Linked DNA regions of Gossypium hirsutum: all the other regions are linked to region 3. A link is a contact called in public Hi-C data. All regions are on one chromosome and are shown on one strand. The core of a region is the stretch at or near the end of the contact, and the rest is flanking DNA. Distances in the headings are between cores, read along the strand shown.

The links. Hi-C and Micro-C count contacts between places; a contact is called where the count stands out from the background.
Region 1: a contact with region 3 is called in a Hi-C map of hypocotyl, with 4 times the contacts expected there. The contact joins the promoter of LOC107916527 here to the promoter of LOC107916542 in region 3. A contact is called at or near these places in 7 of 34 Hi-C or Micro-C datasets (hypocotyl, leaf and petal).
Region 2: a Hi-C map of leaf shows a contact between it and region 3, with 2.5 times the contacts expected there. The contact joins the promoter of LOC107916522 here to the promoter of LOC107916542 in region 3. A contact is called at or near these places in 4 of 34 Hi-C or Micro-C datasets (callus and leaf).
Region 4: a contact with region 3 is called in a Hi-C map of leaf, with 4 times the contacts expected there. The contact joins the promoter of LOC107916890 here to the promoter of LOC107916542 in region 3. A contact is called at or near these places in 3 of 34 Hi-C or Micro-C datasets (all in leaf).

Annotation. Positions count from the first base shown.
Region 1 is chrA01:94,927,785-94,931,446 of Gossypium_hirsutum_v2.1, reverse strand. LOC107916527 (non-specific lipid transfer protein GPI-anchored 1) reads left to right here and starts at 2,087. Exons shown (of 2, transcript XM_016845794.2): 1 at 2,087-2,749; 2 at 2,833-3,271. The coding sequence starts at 2,410. The coding sequence ends at 3,059.
Region 2 is chrA01:93,730,115-93,733,262 of Gossypium_hirsutum_v2.1, reverse strand. It overlaps LOC107916522 (nuclear transport factor 2B), which reads left to right and starts at 1,730. Exons shown (of 3, transcript XM_016845777.2): 1 at 1,730-2,185. The coding sequence starts at 1,751.
Region 3 is chrA01:94,347,033-94,350,719 of Gossypium_hirsutum_v2.1, reverse strand. It overlaps LOC107916542 (F-box only protein 6), which reads left to right and starts at 2,416. Exons shown (of 2, transcript XM_016845812.2): 1 at 2,416-2,841. The coding sequence starts at 2,687.
Region 4 is chrA01:95,132,898-95,136,407 of Gossypium_hirsutum_v2.1, reverse strand. LOC107916890 reads right to left here and starts at 1,471. Exons shown (of 3, transcript XM_016846260.2): 1 at 980-1,471; 2 at 92-169. The coding sequence starts at 1,154.

The DNA of each region.
Region 1 (3,662 bases), core at 838-3,337, 580 kb before region 3:
TGTACGTACAACCTACCTTATGTTACCATTAAACTGAACACATGATAAGCATGCCTTTTTGTTACTGAATCGATCTATTTTAAGCATAATATCTGCCACTGTATCGAATTGTTATAAGCATAATGATTGCTACCTCATTGTTCTGTCAAAAGCATATTAAATGCTACTGTATTGATCTGTTTTAAACATGTCATATTACATTGTATGGGGTGGGACGATATGTACAAAGGAATTTTTAAAAATTTTAAAAAAATTCAACATATTTTTCAAAAATTCAAAATTTTATAAAAGTTCCAAAATTTATTTTTAAAAAAATTATAAAAAATTTTTAAAAAATTCTAAAGAGTATATAAAGAAAGTTAAATTTTTAAAAATTTTCTAAAATAATAATTTTGGAACCTAAATTAATTAATTAATGATTCAAGTTATACTAAAGTATTTTTTTCTTATTTTGCTTTGAAAAAGTTCTGAAATATACATGGTTTCAAATTTATATAGTCTAACATGAAATTAATTATACTAGAATAAGATTTTAATTTTTTAATTTTTTAATTTAACTAAAATAATTTTACTCGATTTAGTTTGACTTGACTTAGATTTCATTTCACTCGACTTGATTCGAAAAATTCAAATCAAATTAAAATAATAAAATAAGACTTATCAACTCAATTAATTTAAAAATTTTCACCCGATTCAATATAATGCTTATACTTAATCCTATGAACTCATCTATCATGTTAAGATAAGATTTATCTCTTTCGTTAAGGCCATTGAACTTATAAAACAGAAAAGGACACTCACCTCATCCATTTTCAATAATGGGAGCTTATAAATGAGACTGACCTACATTTTGATCCTAGGGTAATTACCCTTTACTTTCCACCCTATACATAAATGTGTCATTTTTGTTTTATCCCCGTAGACATCAGGATCAGTGTGTTTTAATATTATCATTTTGAATTTATTTGTATTTTAAAAAAATTCTTTTATATATAAATATAGCTCAATTGCATATATATACATATATATACAATTATTTGTATAAAAATATTAATTATGTTTAATAATTAATTAAGTGATTATATTTTAATTTTTAATGTTATATAAAAAGTAAAATAATTAAGATACAAAATTAAATTTTAATTTAAAATATTAAAATTTTATACTAACATATATGAATCTGTATAACCATTACAAATAAAAATTTACGCAGATAAAAAAACCAAACATAATTGTTTCCATTTATTATTGGAACGGGATGTTTGATTATATCTATCATATTTAAAATATTATATACCTAAAAAAATCTTATTATATTATTATATAATTTTATTATATTTATATTTGTACATATTAATTCAGATTATTTTTTACTTAGTTCGATCCTTCAACAATAAATACACATGAATTAACGGTTGATATCAAGATTTTAACAATATTATCAAAGATTTGGCAAGATCCGAAAAATCAATTAATTAAATCAAAAAAATTACGAAATTTAATTATTTAAATAAAAAAAATTACGAAATTTAATCATTGAAATGAAGTGTACTTACCATTTTTTGGCAAAAATATCAAATGTTATTAACGACAATTCTGAATACCAATAGAAATTAAAGGATTGGGGAACAATTCAATAATGAAAGAAAAAGAATCAACAGTCCAAAGATTGAAAATATGGTGCAAGAATGAAAGAAAAAAAAAAGAATTTGAAAAATGGGCAAAGTGAAAACCAAAATAGGAGAAAGAATTGATTACATATCTAGGGTTAGTAAACCATAGGTGCGACACAAGTAGTTTACTCAAAATTGCCGAAAATAAAAAAAAAAAAATTGAAAAGATAGGCACTTAAATTTGGGTCTAGAAAAGTATTCTAGCACTTTAACCATAAAACCTATAATTCATTTCTTGTTTAATCTTAATTCTTAGTCTTATATATTTTAAGGTGGCAATAAATATTTGACTCAATTTAAATTAAGTATCCAGCTCCCAATTTTTAGCACACTAACCTATATAATTAATGAAGTTCCAATTTCCAAACCGCAAACATTTAAAACTTTCCTATGTTAAAATAAAATTTCTAATTAATTTACCAACCAATTGTCACCACGGTTGGCTGCCCAGCGCAACCTCATTTAAACTCCTCTTTGTAAAACCAACAACTTGTCACTCCCTACCTTACTCTGCTTGCCGCCCAACTAATGAGAGGGGGCCTCCATTTATATCTTAACATCACCACAGCTGATTCCACATCAGGTGTGACATATCAACGCTCCACAAACAATCCTCTCTTTCCATTCAAATGCACATCATTAATACTAAACCCTAAAATTTCAGTCTTCCATAAATATACGCATTCATAGGTAGTTCCAAGATATTTTTGTGTGAAGAAGACTCTGAACTCAAACAATGGGAAAGGGTTGGGCAGTGAAGGTGATGATGATGAGTTTGGTGGTGGTGGTTGGTGCGGGTGATGAGAGTGGGTTAGCCAAAGAGTGCAGCAAAGATTTACAGAGCGTGATGACTTGTTTGAGCTTTGCGCAAGGGAAGATGGAGAAACCTTCAAAGGAGTGTTGCAGTTCGGTTTCGAGTATAAAAGAAGAAGAACCAAAGTGTTTGTGTTATATTCTTCAGCAGACCCAGGCATCCGGGGCTCAGAATCTTAAGAGCTTAGGCGTTCAGCAAGATAAGCTTCTTCAACTTCCTTCTGCTTGCCAGTTGAAGAACGCTAGCGTCACTGACTGCCCAAGTAAGTAGTAACCTCTCTTTTCTCTCCTTTTGCTTTGATATGTAATAAAATTAGTGCATGTTGTGTTTGGAATGAATGAATAGAGCTTCTTGGATTAGCACCAAACTCACCAGACGCGGCTATATTTACAAATTCTTCCTCAACACCGACGACGCCATCCACCGGGACACCGTCAAGTGCTTCAGAGAATACTGATAATAACTCCGGTGGAACAAAGTTAGAAACTGCTCACTTGGTTGGTTTCACGTTACTGGTTGCATCGGCATCATTTTTGTATGCACTCCCACCGGGATTGGCTTCCCTGTTTTAGGCGGTGTGCATGCATGGGATGGGAGTGAACTAAAAATGCTTGAAATTCCTTTTGTTTTCGTGTTTTGTTTCAGCTGCACCTGCAACATGATTTTACCATTCTTGTACTTACTTTCTTAACTTCAATCATCATATTTAGGGGAGATGTTAACTCTAGGTACTTGTTTCATGATTTTTTTTTTAATAATAATTCGACTTGGGTGATTGTTTGAATATTCTGATACTTAGTATATTAGTACTTATTCTGTGATTTACGTTGGTTAATTATTTTCGGATTAATATGTTCTAAATTTTTGGTATATTAGTACATATTCTGCGATTTACGGTGGTTAATTATTTTCGGATTAATATGTTCTAAATCTCTATTTTTTTATATTTAGATTGAATGAATGTATAAACATATGTCATCCGTGATTGAGAAAGAAAAGAAAATGGATATCAACTATAGTATTTTGTTGGATTTTACTATGATTTTTCTAAATTAAAATGGTTTTAGTTCAATTTATTAATTTATAATAAATTCATAATTTTTTAGATAAGTTATACCTAATCACTCAATTATCATAAATTTTCATTTTAATAAAAAAAATTACCCACTATGGGT
Region 2 (3,148 bases), core at 481-2,980, 620 kb after region 3:
TTTTTAATATATGCAAAAATAATGTAAAATATAACATTATATATAAAAGTAAATTCAATTAAACAATGAAAAAATAAGAAAATCTCAAATGTATGTTTGTTTAATTGAAAATAACTTTTATGAAATATTTTTAAGAAATATACCAAATAACAAAAAAATATTTTACACAGATTCTTTCGAACACCAGAAAATATTAACTTTTCTAAAAAAGTAAATTATTTTTTAAAAATTATTTTCCTAAAATCATTTTCAGTGAAACAAATAAAACCTTAAATATAAAATTAATTTGAGTTACTCTCATAATAAATATGATGTCTCACATTTAAATTTAACAGCCGAAAGTGCAGAGTGTAACATTTACCCCACAAAAACGATTTGGCATCATTATAAGTTTACCACGATTTTGCACTGCAATTGATTTAGAGATTTAAAGCTTTTGTACAAGCTTAAAAAAAAACTCTCTTATATTTTTTTATCTTTATCTTTAACTTTTTATTTTTCAAGTTTTAATTTATACAGTTATGGGGCAAAAGTTGTCTGGTTTTGCGTTTCTTTTTTACTTTTTTTAACCTTTTTTCATTTTAAGGTTTTTTTTTAATTTTAAATTATGTCAGGATAGATTTAATGTATCACATTTAATAATAAAATTAATGATTTTAATAATTGAATGATACAATTCATATAATCTCAAAAATTTGATGATGTAATTTAAAGTTTTGAGACAAATTTAATGTGAGAATTAAGTTTGGGAAAATATGGTGCAATTTACTCTACTTGATTTATACATGGAAGAGTATTTTCCTAACTTTCATTATCGACATAGTGATTGGTTGACTTGTGGCATTAACTCACTTAGGGTTTAAACAATAATATCTATTATTATATTTAAGTGTTTTACTGAACTAGTTTCAATTTCAATTGAATCATCAATTTAATAATAAATTTACTAAAAATTCATAATTTTTAATGAGCAATAAATATAATTTGAAAGGTAATTTTGTTTCTCTTATTATATTTAAAAGTTTCTTTAAGCTTGTTTTCTTTTGAATTTTTTTGAAACAATTGAGTGTTTCTTTTAAAATTGTTAAAGCTGTAAAACATTTCGTTTTATATTTTTTTTAGTTCTTTAAAAATATGTTCAAGTCGAAAGATAGTTTAGTTTTCATTCCCTAAAATTGTTAAAAAATAAAAATCATTCTTTTAACTTTTCTTTTTTCTTTATTAGGTCTTTATGAGAGAGTTATGTCACCCTCAATTAAGTTATCAACTTAGTAATAAATTTACTAAAAATATATATATAATTTTTAATAGATAATAGCTATTATTTTGAGAGTAATTTTATTTTTCGTATGAACTTTATAAAAATACTTATGCATAATAAGATCACAAAGGCAATATATTATGATATTTAATCTTTTAATTTTACCATTTCAATTATAGTAATTTTTATTAATATATTATTTTTTATAATTATTACATACATTTTTTACTCTGTGACAAAATCTAGTATATACTTCAAAAATTTTAGAGATAAAAACATATATTTTTCTAACTCCAAAAATAATACTTCTTTCAATAAAAAAATAATTTCAAATTTTCCTTCAAATAAAATTAGGTAAAAGAAAAACGGTTGGGCTGCGTTAGGTTGACGCAAAGAATGATCCGCTAATTGATAGACAGTAAAGCGGGTGTATAAACGATCCAAAAGAAAGAAGGAACACGCTGGCAGCCCCTTTTCCTTTAGATTTTTATGATTCAAATTCAGCCGCTAGATGAATCCTCCTATAAATACACAATTTTGGATGGGCTCGGCTGGTCTCTCCTATTAATTCCTGTGTCAGTGCCCTTCTCTGTTGACGGCTCAAACTCTGATAAACAAAACGAAAAATCGATGGATCCAGACGCTGTAGCCAAGGCTTTTGTCGATCACTACTACTCCACATTCGATGCGAACCGGGCCGGTTTAGCCAATCTCTACCAGGAACGTTCCATGTTGACCTTTGAAGGTCAAAAGATCCAAGGCTCTCAGAGCATTGTCGCTAAGCTAACCAGCCTTCCTTTCCAGCAGTGCAAGCACAATATTACCACCGTCGATTGCCAGCCATCTGGCGCTGGCGGCGTCCTCGTATTCGTCTCTGGAACACTACAACTTGCCGGCGAACAACATGCTCTCAAGTTTAGCCAGGTAGCTCTCTTTGCATCTTTTGTTTTATTTTGTTTTTTAGGGTTTTTTATATGTACTTGAGCGATCGATCTAAGGCTAATCTGTGTGACACTGTTGATCTCATCGGTGTTATCGATGGTATTAATTTCGCGATTCGATTTGTTAGTGATGGATCTTTTAAGTGAGTTTTTGATCTGTTGTAACTCCCTCTTGAATTTTTTTATTTATTCTTCAGGATTCTAAGAATTGAATTGGCTGTTTAATGCATATAAAACTCTCTGCTGTTTACATTATATTTCAGTGATCGCTTGTTTTCCATTCCTTTTGATAACTGAATTAATAAGGGAAACATGTATGATATACTCGATATAATTAACAGTGTCGATTTCATTAAACTGTGTCATGAATTTTCAAAGATATAGATATTTTGGATCCACCATCTTGCCGATGGAACACCTGCTATTTCTTATTTTGTTTTGCCCTATGTGGCTCTGCATATGGAGTTGACTTATATGATCGTCTGTGATGATTTTTTGAGATTACAAACATCACCGTTACCCCATATTCTTATTTATTTATCTGGATAAAATAAGGATCTAATTAAATTTTTAAAATAAGTGTTGTAAGATTGTCTATGATTCCTGTCTGTATGTTTACGTGTTATAAATAATTGTAGCAATCAAGAGTTCTTTTGTTCCTGAAGTTTTTTTATCATAGGCAAGCCTTCGGTTGTTTATTTTAATCTTTTATGCTTGCCTATTACATTTTTCGCATAAGAAATAGATGGTGGGTGCTCACATTGCGTACTGTGAAAGATTATCAAACATCTTCTCAATGTTGTTTCTTGGCAACTCTATCGTGAGCATGATATAAAAGAAAAACCAGTGATATCTCTCCTCAACTGTAGACATTGATGATTTTGCTTGTGACTTATATGCCTTGCTTTCTCGTAGAGCAAACTTATATAGTTTGATACGTATTTAT
Region 3 (3,687 bases), core at 1,167-3,666:
TATCAAATTTAAACACATGTAATGTGACCAAATCACATGGGGTGGTTAGGCCACAATTTGGCAATGAGTTAAGATAACGAGCCAAGCTTAATTGAGTTACAAGTCATGGAAATCCTTAATATAAAGGGGATAACCTAGCATGTATAAAAACCGATGAGACGAGGTTTACATGCAATGAGGCATACTAAGGTCATTTAAGAGTATAATTAGACCATGTCAAGTGTTATTGAAAACTATAAGTGGATATGGTTATTAGAGGGTGACCTAAGGCTTGGAAAATAGCACAACAAGGTTTACACGGGTAGATACACGGGCGTATGTTTAGGTCATGTGTGACACATGGATCGCCCCATGGGCGTGTGATATGGTCGTGTGTCCCCTGCACCTAAAAATATTAAGTCAGAATACATGGTAGTAAACACACCGGTAGAGATACGGCCGTGTGTCTCAACCGTGTGACGGACACGGCCTAGCACACGGGCGTTTGTCTTGGCCGTGTGTCCCTAAATGCATGCTGACGTCATTAATAGAATGCTCAATTTTTTGGACACGGGCGACCACACGGGTGTGTCTAAGCCGTGTGAAGGACACGGGCCAGGGACATGGGCGTGTGTTTGGCCGTGTGAAAACCCCTGTAGGTTCGAAATGAGAAATAAATTCAATTAATTCCACACGGGCAAAGGCCACGGGCGTGTCCCAAAGCACACGGGTGTGTCCATTATCTCTACACGGACGTGTGAGGCTTAACCTAGCAAATTTTCCAGGAACTTTCTCAAGCTCTTGGTTTGATTCCGGACCATTTTCAATGTATGTTTTGGGCCCTGTAGACCCATAATAGGGACACTAAGATGTTGTTTGATTGGGTTCAAATTGGAAAGAAATTTTATAACTCGTATTTCCAAAAATGTCCAAGTACATGTATGGTAACGCCTCGTACCTAGTCCCAATCTCGGGTACGGTAAGGGGTTTTACATCACTAATGGGAACATATATGGGTCGTCCACCCAGGGACATAGAAATGGTAGCCTACACCAGACCCATGATTGCACCAGGAGCAGACAACCACCGACACATGAAAAATAGAAAGTGTGATTGTACACTTGACGCATGAAAAATGGAAAGAGTGTGTCTTGGGCCTCTATCTTTCCACTAATGTGCTAATGAGTGTAGGATCGAGTTTGTAGCCCCTAAGTATACGAGACGCATGCAAGAATCATATGTCTTACAAGTAACTACAAATTTCGATGTTAGAGCTTTTTGACAAGGTATGTATGAACCCCTCCAAAACACAATCATTCGCCTATTTATATTGAAAAATAAATTAATTTAAAATATTTTAAAAAATAAAAAACTTTAAATTTAACTTCATTGAAAAAATGAAATTTAAAATTTTGTCTTACCAGTATCGCTTGAGCAGCTAAAATGTGCCTGTCGTCGAAACGAATCAGAGGGCTTGCCATTCGTGAAAAATTAATCGAAACGAATAATATATGAAAAAATTAAATAAAAATATAATATTTTTAAACAAGCGCATTGAAAATTTTAGAACAAAACTTGAGAAAATTGAGAGAATTGAGAGAGTTGAGAGTTGAGAGAGAATACAGAGAGTTGAATTTTAGTGAAAAAATAAAAAATGGCTTTGTATTTAAAGGAAAAAAATTACCGGTAGCCCTTAAAATTTTTACTGTTGCCAATATTTAAAAAGTTGTTGGGAAAATGATCGTTGAAGGAAAACACGTCCTCTAAAAAAGACCTATTTCCCTAATTTAAAAAAAGGTCTAAAAGGCTAATTAAAAAAAACATATCTTTCTAATTTAGTTGAAAATTTCTATTATTTGATTATTATTATTATTGATTCTGAAAAGTACTTAAAAAGCTAAATCACTAAAAATATTTATTTTAATTGATTTAATATTTTCAATTGATTATCAAAATAAGGCCTAGGTTTCAAATTTTAATTAAATGATTATATTATTTTTTAAATGTAATTATATTAAGGTGAAAAGATTAAAAATTGTATCAACTAGTATAAATTTGTACGCATCAATACAAATCGATATTTGATTAAATAAATTTAAATGTACCGAAACAATTAAATTATACCTAAAATATAATCAAAATGAAACATAAATTACTTGATATTAATTTAAGATCGAAAAAATAAGTATTCGATAAATCTAAATGCACTGAAATAATCAAATCATACTTAAAATATAATCAAAATAAAACTTAAATTGGAAAAAAATAAGTATGGATGGGTATGGTGGATACTAAAATGATTATAGGCCCAAATCTAAAATCTTTTGGCCTTTTCTTTTCACTTCAATGCTAGTAAATTCTTATGAATATACCTTTATTATTCAAAAAGTTAAAATAAATTTATATTATTTAATTCAAATAAAAAATATTTTATATACAAGAGAAGAGGAAAGGGCAAAAATGAAAAGAAAGGAGAAAAGTGGAAAAGAAGGTAGATGCATGCATACATACATACATATTGGAGTGAAAATCAAGTGGGATCATTCATTACAATGACAAAGTTGCGTGCGGGTCAGAATTATTACAAGAAATTATCGTAATAATGCCACTGACGTGTAAACAGATGACTGGCTAACTCTCAACAAAGGGAGAAAGGGAGCAGCATTTTTTGTTGGTGGTGTTGGAGTAGGGGAGGGGTTATTGGGGCATGGAAGGGCTGGCCATGCTTAGGCAGCTCATCGGTCAGCTTCAAGACCTCTTGCATCTCTACGGCTCTCCTCCTCCGCCGCTTCCTCCGTCCTCTCCTTTTCACCTTCTTCACCTCCACCAACTGCCTCATCCTTTCCACGACCACCACCGCAGGTTCGTTTCCTTTCCTTCTCTCTTTACATAGATCTCTTCAATTTTCTGTTTTTCTTCTCTCGCCTCACATTTTTTTTATGTGCTAATTTTGAATTCTTGTCAGATTTATTCATCTAGGATTCTGTATTTTTTTTTGGGGGGGGGGAGTGTAATGAGGTGGATTAATGGTAGATTACCTTTGTTATCCGATAATGTTAATTTCTCTTCCTTGCATTTCTCGTTGTTTAGATTTTTGTTTATTTTCTGTTATGCCACTGCCGTTTTGTTAATTTTTATTTTCAGGGGATTTCGCATGTTTACTGCATTTGAATTTTTGGCCATTTTTTACATTACTAAACTATTTTATACCTCTTTTTGACGAAAATAGTAAGTTCATTCAAAATTTTAGTTTTCAGCATGTATCTTTCATCGTATTCCAATCATGTAGTTTCTTTTTTTTTTTACCCCTTTTTGCCTTTGTTTTCCTTTCCCTTTTTTTCAATTTTCAGTTTGCTTTGTCCCCTCCCCCAAAACCCTCCTCTCATCTTTATTAAGTGTTCATGCTGCTGTGTTTTTTTTTTTTAAGTTTTACATATTGTGATGGTCAATTTTGAACTTGTTGGCGATTGCCTTTTGATAATTGATGCTTGAATATCTTTCTTCTTAGTTGATTAGCATGATTATGATTGACTATGAAGATGGAATCTCATTTGTATCTGTTTACTATATGATTTCCTTAGAACATGAACTTAAACTTATAATTCTTGATTAATTTTTAGTCCACTGACTAATCAGCTCCTTTCAATTTTCCTTCACGTTCCTACACGCAAAGGAAAATAGAAAGTTAATTTACTAGTTAATTCAACA
Region 4 (3,510 bases), core at 222-2,721, 790 kb before region 3:
TTTTTCATATATTTTGAGGATCATACTTCATATCCATATGCAATGTTTGATTCAACTATAGAGGGGAAACATAGTTAGGGGAGACTCTCACCACCATTGGCACTGAAGAAATCTTCAAAGTCAGATTCTAACGAAGGTTGTGAATCAAAAAAGCTCTCCTCTGTGTTACCTGGAGAGAAATTATAGGCACACTTAATTACACATGCTAAACATGACCCAATTTTACATAATGCATTTATGGAGCAAAATATCCACACCATCTTGAATCCTGCAAAGAAATTGCCATTGCATGCATGATTAATCATGCAGCACTGAATTAGTTTTTTGATTAATCATGCCATTACACTTTGCTTCATACATCAGCATATCTTGTAAAATGAGTAAACCTCAAATAGTTCATTATTCTAGGAACATGTGCCTGCAGGAGAATATTTGATATTCCAGTGATAACATATACAATAAGAAATAAAAGGGCCATTTGACTGAAAGATCACAGAACATACTATAGTTGCTGACAAAATTAGAGATGATTTACATAAGATAATCTTGTTTGAGTATTTACTTAAGAGCAATGGGACAAGTAGGTGAGGACTTGGGATTCTCAACTTCATATCACTCCTCTATTTCTTGGTTAGCTGTTAGGACAGTAACTTTCAACTCTGAAAAAAGACACAAAAATAGGAAGATGCCATGAATAAACACTGTTTCCCTTGTTTGTAATGAGAAAAAACAGCAAAATATCTAATTTGGCTAATGTGAGTGGTCCAAAGCCAAAGGGTTCTGAGCGAAATAGCAAAGGACTGTCCCGATCAATCAAGCAGATTGCAGTCAGTCCAATGACCAAAGAACAAATAGAGTTTCCAACTTTTATTTTATATATATCTGATAAATGAGATCAAACAAATGCAGTAATTTAAAACCTGAAGTGAGGGTAACCCATGATGATAAAGGAATGAAGAAAGGCAAGTTAGAAACATACCCATCTCTTGTAAACTAGTTTCTTGTTCCATAGATGAAGGCTGAAGCCTGGAATCGTATCCAACAATTGAGGGCTCCCTTCTAACATTGTTCTCCTTAATGGGTGATTGAATTCGGGCACTAAGATCAATGTCTGCAGGATCTTTATTCTTGTAAACTGTAACACAATTCCCCATGTCTTTTTTTTTTCTCTTCCTCTACTCAATCATGAGACAAAAGAGAGCACTTTAACTAAGCTGTTTCCTTCGATGCAAGGAAACAAGGAAATGGGTTTTAATATTAAGCTTTAAGCTTGAATTCATTCACTCAACCAAATTGTAAGGGGGGGGGGACTTGGGAGTTGATTGGTCTTGAGAGCAAAGTAATGGCACTTGCAGGCATGGGTCCATATTCAATGACCCCTTTATTTACTACTTTGCATACTGTTTATCTTTGTTTGATTGGTATCTTCTCTTTCTTGCTATACTTCTGGAAAAGCATTAAAAGTCTGCTCGGCTCCATTATATTCCTCTTTTCCATTTATTAAAATTTTCCTTTTCCCCATTCAAAATTTTCTCACCGTTCTCTTATTATTATTATTATTATTTTATTTTAACTTTGTATTCAACATTCAGTATATATACTGTATGTCAAAATAGAAGCGTATAACACAAAAGCTAAAAAATTCGACACTTAATTGCTTCATTTAAGTTTTAAACTCCACACTCGAAAGTTTTAGTGTTTTGAATTATTTAACATTGTTCTTTTTCTCTATCAAAGAAAAAAAAATTTCAAACCTAGTAGACTGGTTACAATTAATAATACAAATTCTAATACTATACAAACTTAGTGGTTTGTGGCATTAACAAAAAGAAAAGAGAAGAGAAGAGAAAAGCAAAAGCAAGTGTTAGCGTAATTAACTATTTGTGAGCTGACCTAATATTGGGCTACAATGATGAAGGCTGAGGTCCACCAGAAATTAATTGTTTGCGACTTTAGTTATGATGAAGAATCCGATAGTTTTCTTGCATGTCTTGTCTCTTTCGGGCGGTTGCATTTGTCCGTGCAAACATTAAATCCTTTCGTTTGACAAAATTCAACTGAAATGAAACATGCAACAAACTGCCAAATTCACAGACTAAGTATCCTACATGATATTCTTCACCATATTTTGTTTTTTTTCATGAGTTCCATTGGATAAAGATGTACTTATGGAACAGTTGTATTCATCCCGTTTATATTTCAGTTTATAAAAGAAATAATGGTAAATGAATTTCGATGATACAATAAAATCTAATGATTGTTAATATTTTGTATTGATGAAAATAATTCATCGAACATTGAGTGGGGGAATAACAAAAGTATCAAGTTCTATAAGGAATTTTTGCAGTAATTCTTTATAGAATAAACTTTGAAAATTAAAAGATGGAAGGGAATAAAAACTTTTTGTTTATGAGTTTGTGTTGTGTCTTGATTAGGGGCAAATTCAGGGGGTTGGTAGGGGCCCCGATCCCCCCTAAAATAGAAAATTTCTATTTAGGGCCTTTAAAATTTTTAAAATTTTAAATTAGTAAAGGTAAAATTACACTTTGCCCCCTAAAAATGATAAAATTTTAATTTAATCATTTAAAAATTATAAAAATATAAATTATTCAAATGGTGAAATTGTATTTTTACTATCATAAAAATTACAATTTAATTTCGCCCCCTAAAAAAATTTTCTAGCTTCGCCCCTGTTCTTAATGTATCTTTGCATTTTTAGTATGTAATGTAAATGAAATTCCTTTCATTTAGAAGTTGAAACAAAATAACCAATGAGTATGGAAGTCCCATCGATTGTTTCGATATATGTATTTCTTGCGGGAAATGAATGAAGAGAGGCTTCTTGGGTTGTTTGATTGCCTCTCGAACAACTTCTCCCTAGATAGAGAGCTTGTTTTATGGCAAAGAGGTAACAATGAATGTGGACTACAACAAGTACATCTTCATAGAGTTGAAGTTTGAGAGGACAATTGATTTTCCTATTGAGTGGACACGCCATTCTACTAGGAAATGCTATTACCACCCGCATTTACAAGATGTCCTTGGGGGTTCATGCGAGCATAAAATGATAAACTGGAAGGGGATATTGGTGATCCCTCTTGAGATCACTTTCAAAAGTGTCTTCAAGATGGTTTTCAAAACAATAGGAATATGCCCTTATCGTCCTATGCTTCTCCTTTTTACATCAAGTATGGGATAGCCAAGTGTCTTCAGGGGGTGACCTCAGAGACTATCTACTATATTATTAAGTTTTGCCACCTACTGTATTAGCCCACTCGACGAAGTCTCTGTATCTGGTTACTATTTGGCGTATAGTTGGAAAAATAAGGATATATATGAGCAAGTAAAATGTTTGTCTTGGCTAAGTATGTAATTATGTGTAATGCACCATTTGGAGAACTCTTAGTTTGGCGAGCTCTGTGATTTGGCGAACTCTTCTGTTAAGTATTCACCCAACCCAAATGTTTAGTATTTAAGTATGGTAATTTGGTTAGCTAAGTTGAGATTTAG